2 separate regions of the Sorghum bicolor genome follow, and region 1 is linked to region 2. A link is a contact called in public HiCAR-type data. All regions are on one chromosome and are shown on one strand. Each heading gives the region's core, a stretch centred on a gene start, on an enhancer-like site or on the middle of the called end of the contact. The rest is flanking DNA. Distances are from core to core; before and after follow the strand shown.

Region 1 (2,981 bases), core at 257-2,756, 120 kb before region 2:
GTCAAATAAAAACGAAAATGCTACAGTGTCAAAATCCAAAAACTTTTTGCATCTAAACAAGGCCTTAGTTCACCCCGAAATCCAAAAAGTTTTCAAGATTCTCTGTCACATCGAATCTTGCGACACATGCATGAAGCATTAAATATAGACGAAAACAAAAACTAATCACACAGTTTAACTGTAAATCACGAGACGAATTTTGACTCCAGTTAGTCTATGATTGGACAATATTTACCATAAACAAACGAAAGTACTACTGTTTCGAAAACTTTTCAGTTTTCGAAACTAAACAAGGCCTCTGCCTCTCTCTCTCTCTCTCTCAGGTCTCAACGACGCCTCCCACACCTGACTGACGGGTTTGTTCGTTTCGTTTGCTCTTCTGACTGACAGCCAACTACTACTCCACCTCAATTTTCCATTCGCAAAAGATGCTTCCACCAGACGTATCTCCCTCCCCCGATATTGGCAGGGCCCACGCCTTGTCTGCGCCTACCGGTACTGTACCGGGTTATTCAATTAAACAGTAATGGGTGTCATTTATTATCGGTGAAACAGGAAGCAGAGCTATCGGAGGGTCCGGGCCCACGCGGGGTTAACGCTAATTCCGCACCGCCTCTGCGTCCGTCATTGTTTCACCGGTCAGTGCATACATGCGGTCAATTTCCGCCATAGGCAAAGCCACTTTGATCGTGTGACGGTGACGTGTGTTACCACGGCCGACCACGTCTCTAATCCCCATAATAACGGAATATCTCTTTCTTTCTTCCTTTTCTATCCGGCTGGTACGTGAATAGGAGCTGTAAAAAGGAGGCGTCACAAAAATTACCCTCCCCAGTTTATCTGAAATCATATCACTGTAGTACGTATGTGGTAACGGATGGTTTCGGCTGTGCGGCTGCTCCTTGTTCCTTACCGATGAGAGGCTGTGGAGCTTTCATGCGTGTGCCACAAATTAAAAACCTTGCTCTTGCGGCGAGTGGTTAAAAATTAACCGAAATTCGGTCAAACACAAAATCATCGCAGAGTGGCTTAATAATTCAGTTACGTCTCAATTTGCTCGGATATGATCACACACACGCTACTCATATCTACGCACCGCCGCTACCGGAAGCACCGTCACTGGAATGTTCGCCAATGATACCTACCCATTGCATATCGATAACGAAAACAACTCGACGTGCGCGCAAGCGTATCCAACACCCAAAAGCTCGTAAACAAACCGAGGGACGACGATAATGAAATCCACTGGAATTAGTAGGGGAGGAAGAGATCGGTGGTGTGAGTCAGCGCACTTTGCCCACGCGACCCGTGCCCCTCACAAAAATAAGGAATACTAGCTTTTCTGATCTCAAAATAAACATCAAATCTGCTCCCGGTGCCGATTGAGAAAGCGAGACGAAGGTCACGAAAAAAGCCGCGAGAAATGGACGTAAATTTGGGAAATATCCAGGACGGCCAACGGTCCTGTTCCTGTGTTGGTTCGACTCTCCCCGCTGCCACCGCCTCCCAAGCTCCGGCTTCTATTTAAGAAGGCGTCCCCCGCCACCATCCTACTCACCACACACCACCACCGGAGTCCACCCAAAGCATTCGATCTCCGACGAGCCGCAGATGGTTTCGCGGCCGCTAGAGGCTTAGCGTTGAGGAGGAGGAAGCAGTGTGCCACATGTTGGGTGAACAGACGGCGGCTAGCACTAGCAGCAGCAGCGGCAGCGGCAGCGGCAGCGTCGAGCATCAGGAGAGGATCGTCGAGGACAGGCGGTTGCAGCCGGTGGGGGAGAACGAGGAGGAGGAGGAGGAGTTCAGGGACATCCACGCGCTGAGCCCGCCGCCGACGCCGAGCCAGCCGTCGTCGTACCGCCTCCGGGCGTCGTGGGGGTCAGCCGCGGGCGGGAGCAGGCACACGTCCATCCGCTCCGTCGGGAGCGACACCGCACCCAGCGAGCCCTTCCCGACTATGAGCAGGGAGTTCTCGGCCATGGTCGCCGCCGCAGCCAACGCCGCAGCCAGCGCCAACTCCAACGGTGACGTCGTCGACAGGGACGTCGTGGACGCCATGGGCAGGAGCAGGATCGGGGAGGCCGAGGAGGAGCTGGAGGAGACCAACCCGCTGGCCATCGTGCCCGACAGCAACCCCATCCCGTCGCCGCGCCGGGGCCCGCCCACCCCTGGAGGCGCCGACGTCGCGCTGATGGCCGCCAACGGCCACGGCCATGGCCACGGCAACAGCAACGGCGAAGGTGGGATGTCCGTGGGGCAGGTCAAGAAGGAGGAGGTGGAGTCCAAGATCGCCGCGTGGCAGATCGCCGAGGTGGCCAAGGTCAACAACCGCTTCAAGCGCGAGGAGGTCGTCATCAACGGCTGGGAGGGCGACCAGGTCGAGAAGGCCAGCGCCTGGCTCAAGAAATACGAGGTAATCCATCGATCTATAATAGCTTCACTGACCAACATATACTCTCCTACAAAACCAGCAAATCCCCCCAATCGATCAAGTATCTGAATTGTTCAGTTCTGATAGAAATGCATGTATTTGTATGGTATGGCATGTGCAGAGGAAGCTGGAGGAGAAGCGTGCCAAGGCGATGGAGAAGGCGCAGAACGAGGTGGCCAAGGCGCGGCGGAAGGCGGAGGAGAAGCGCGCGTCGGCGGAGGCCAAGCGGGGCACCAAGGTGGCGCGGGTGCTGGAGCTCGCCAACTTCATGAGGGCCGTGGGGAGGGCGCCATCCACCAAGCGCTCCTTCTTCTGAACTCACTCCCCCCACAACGGCGGCCACCGGCCTCCCCTCTTCTTCAGCAATTTCCTCTGCCCCCGCCTGCTCTGCTCGTCGCCGCCGGTACAGTTCAGTTGTTCGTTGGGAATGGATCGTTCACCGCTTCACTACACCGGGATCTGACAGAGTGATCAGTGCCGTGCTAGCTGTGTGGAACGCTTGTTTTAGTGTTGTATCCACCACATGTATGATTTGTAAACCCTTTTTTTT
Region 2 (2,901 bases), core at 16-2,515:
CTCGCACGGCCCCGCGCCTCGCGACGGGTCGACGAGACGCCGGGACATCAATGCCTGGTTCCCGTCGACGCCGACCCGTGATCGGCGATCGCTAGCTTTGCTTGCCGCGAGTCCGCGACCGCGGGCGGTGTGCGTGTGCGTGTGCGTGCGACCTCCGGCGGGTGCTGACGAACGGGCCGCTTACGGCGAAACGGGAGGACAGCAGTACCACGCACACTGCTACTGACACGGGCAGTGCGGTGATATCCGATGAGCAGGAGGAAAGTAGGGGCAGGTCCGGGCTTAATCCCTGCCATGCTGACGGCGTTCAAGTCGCGTTTATGGCTGCTGAACGGGTGCCTAACACACAAGGTACCATTAAGTTGGGGTTTACTCAAAGTGGAACGCGGTGTGTGAATTGTAATTAATGGATGAAATGAAAAATGGTTAAGGCATCTTGAATGGCAAAGGGGAAAAAACATGACCACGAAGATCATATGAAAGCTAAATCAGAATCTCTGAAGTCCAACACGATCATCCAGAAATATCTATCAAACAACCCCATTCTAAAACCCTACTCAAAAGTTTTGGAGGAATTGCAGGAACTCTTGCGTTCTAAGCAAGTCCCTGCGTAACCAACCCACAACATATGCTATTGTCATAGCGTCAAAGTAGCTGGTCTCACTCTCGCGGTCTCGCCCTTTTGCTTTGAGCTGGAAGAACCAAGTGAAGAAACTTCCCACAGGATAGACGCATTTCTATTTGGTTTGACAATAAAATGCTCACGAGACACTCTTCGATCTGGCGATTCCTCTACACGTTTCGTTGGACACAGCACAGCAGCAACGCCCCCCACTTGAGCCAGGAAATCCGTTCGCCGCTTAAAACGCTGTAGCGCTACGCTTTTGCCACCATCAAAACGTCGACCTGTCCGCTATGATTAGGCGGCCGAGATTGCACGAATCCTGCGCAATGTCATTTTAAATCCCCTCTCACCTAACCTCCTTTTTCGTCCAGTCCTCTTCACTCTTCCAACAAAGTCTCCTTCTCCCGTAACGCCATTAAATATTTATAGTCACTAGCAGAATTTAGATAATTCATCGGAACAAAAATTGAATTGAAGTGAATTTCAAAAAATTACGAACGAGAAGATAAAATAAAATGACAGCGAGAGGAGAAAAAGAAAAGAAAGACGCGAGGGAGGAAGGGGAAAAGGCGTGAGCGAGGGTCGTGTTTGACCACCACCTCCCCTTCTCCGCTCGTCTCGTCTCCCACCTTCCTTCCCCGTTGCCTCCCCTCCCCCCTCCGCGGCCCCGTCGCTGCTGGGCTTGGCTTTACCACTGGCGGGTTCCCACTCGGGGGCCAGACGCCGCCACCGCTGACTCCGTCTACACCGAATCCCCCCCGCGCGATTTAACCCCTCTCGCCTCGCCTCGCCTCGCCGTCTCCGCTTCCCTACAACGCGCACACCAAACGCGCACGCGCTGTTCGTTCCTCGGCCGCTCTCTCCATCTCCGCCCTTCTCCTCCCCCCTCACAGATCTCCGCGGGCCGTGCGGTTCCTTGACTCGCCTACTCCGGGGCTGTCGGATCTCCACGGCGGCTAGGGAGGAGGGATGGGCAACTGCTGCGTGACGCCGAAAGGAGCCGCCGACGCCGGCGGCGGCAAGAAGAAGTCCAAGGAGCCCAAGGAGCCGAAGCAGAAGAAGGGCAAGAAGCCCAACCCCTTCTCGATCGAGTACAACCGCGCGGCGCCGGCGAGCGCGCCCAGGCTGGTGGTGCTGCGGGAGCCCACGGGGCGGGACATCGCGGCGCGGTACGAGCTCGGCGCCGAGCTCGGGCGCGGCGAGTTCGGTGTCACCTACCTCTGCACCGACCGCGCCTCGGGGGAGGCGCTGGCCTGCAAGTCCATCTCCAAGAAGAAGCTCCGCACCCCCGTCGACATCGAGGACGTGCGCCGGGAGGTGGAGATCATGCGCCACCTCCCCAAGCACCCCAACGTCGTCACGCTCAGGGACACCTACGAGGATGACAATGCCGTGCACCTCGTCATGGAGCTCTGCGAGGGCGGGGAGCTCTTCGACCGCATCGTGGCGCGGGGACACTACACTGAGCGCGCTGCCGCCTTGGTCACACGCACTATCGTCGAGGTCGTGCAGGTGAGATTTTGTTTCGATACATAGTAGAATCATTACTATTGGACAGCAAAATTACAAATGAATGTCGTTATATGTGTTTCAGTTACTCTCATTATGCCTCGTGGGGTCAGTTTCTAGTCATCACTAATATGATAGCTTTCTCAATAGTTGATTCGATAGGTTATGTAGTAGTAAATGTTTAGCTGTGTCCACTCTGGCTACTAATTTAGACTATCATTCCTTGGCTAACATCTTGTAATTAGATTGTTTGTAATTTCATTTCTTCAGTCTTTAACTCGTTTATAATCAGAACGATGAGATGAGTTAACTTGTTCATCTGTTATGTCTTGTACAATGTCAGATGTGCCATAAGCATGGAGTGATGCACAGGGATCTCAAACCAGAAAATTTCTTGTTTGCGAACAAGAAAGAATCAGCGGCCCTTAAGGCCATTGATTTTGGCCTGTCTGTATTTTTCACTCCAGGTGCAGTTTATGTTCCTTTATCTATTTGTCATTTTGCTCCATCAGTCATTGTCGATGATGTCATCTTGTTGACAGTATGATCACTGGACTGTGGTGGCCTGTCTTATCTCTTTTGCTTCTTGGTTGCATGGCATATGTTGAAGTACTGAATTTGAATTTGTGTAGGCGAACGGTTTACTGAGATTGTTGGAAGTCCTTATTACATGGCTCCAGAGGTGCTAAAGAGAAACTATGGCCCAGAGGTTGATGTTTGGAGTGCAGGAGTGATTCTGTACATTCTTCTTTGTGGTGTCCCCCCAT

Evidence for each region. HiCAR-type assays count read pairs that join an accessible place to other places.
Region 1: a HiCAR-type map of leaf shows a contact between it and region 2, with 2.3 times the contacts expected there. The contact joins the promoter of LOC8083897 here to the promoter of LOC8056357 in region 2. A contact is called at or near these places in 1 of 4 Hi-C or Micro-C datasets (leaf mesophyll) and 1 of 1 datasets of contacts at active chromatin or transcription factors (leaf).

Annotation. Positions count from the first base shown.
Region 1 is chr2:71,092,410-71,095,390 of Sorghum_bicolor_NCBIv3, reverse strand. It overlaps LOC8083897 (remorin 4.1), which reads left to right and starts at 1,506. Exons shown (of 2, transcript XM_002463007.2): 1 at 1,506-2,413; 2 at 2,553-2,981. The coding sequence starts at 1,667. The coding sequence ends at 2,747.
Region 2 is chr2:70,973,177-70,976,077 of Sorghum_bicolor_NCBIv3, reverse strand. It overlaps LOC8056357 (calcium-dependent protein kinase 20), which reads left to right and starts at 1,265. Exons shown (of 8, transcript XM_002463002.2): 1 at 1,265-2,137; 2 at 2,478-2,601; 3 at 2,767-2,901. The coding sequence starts at 1,595.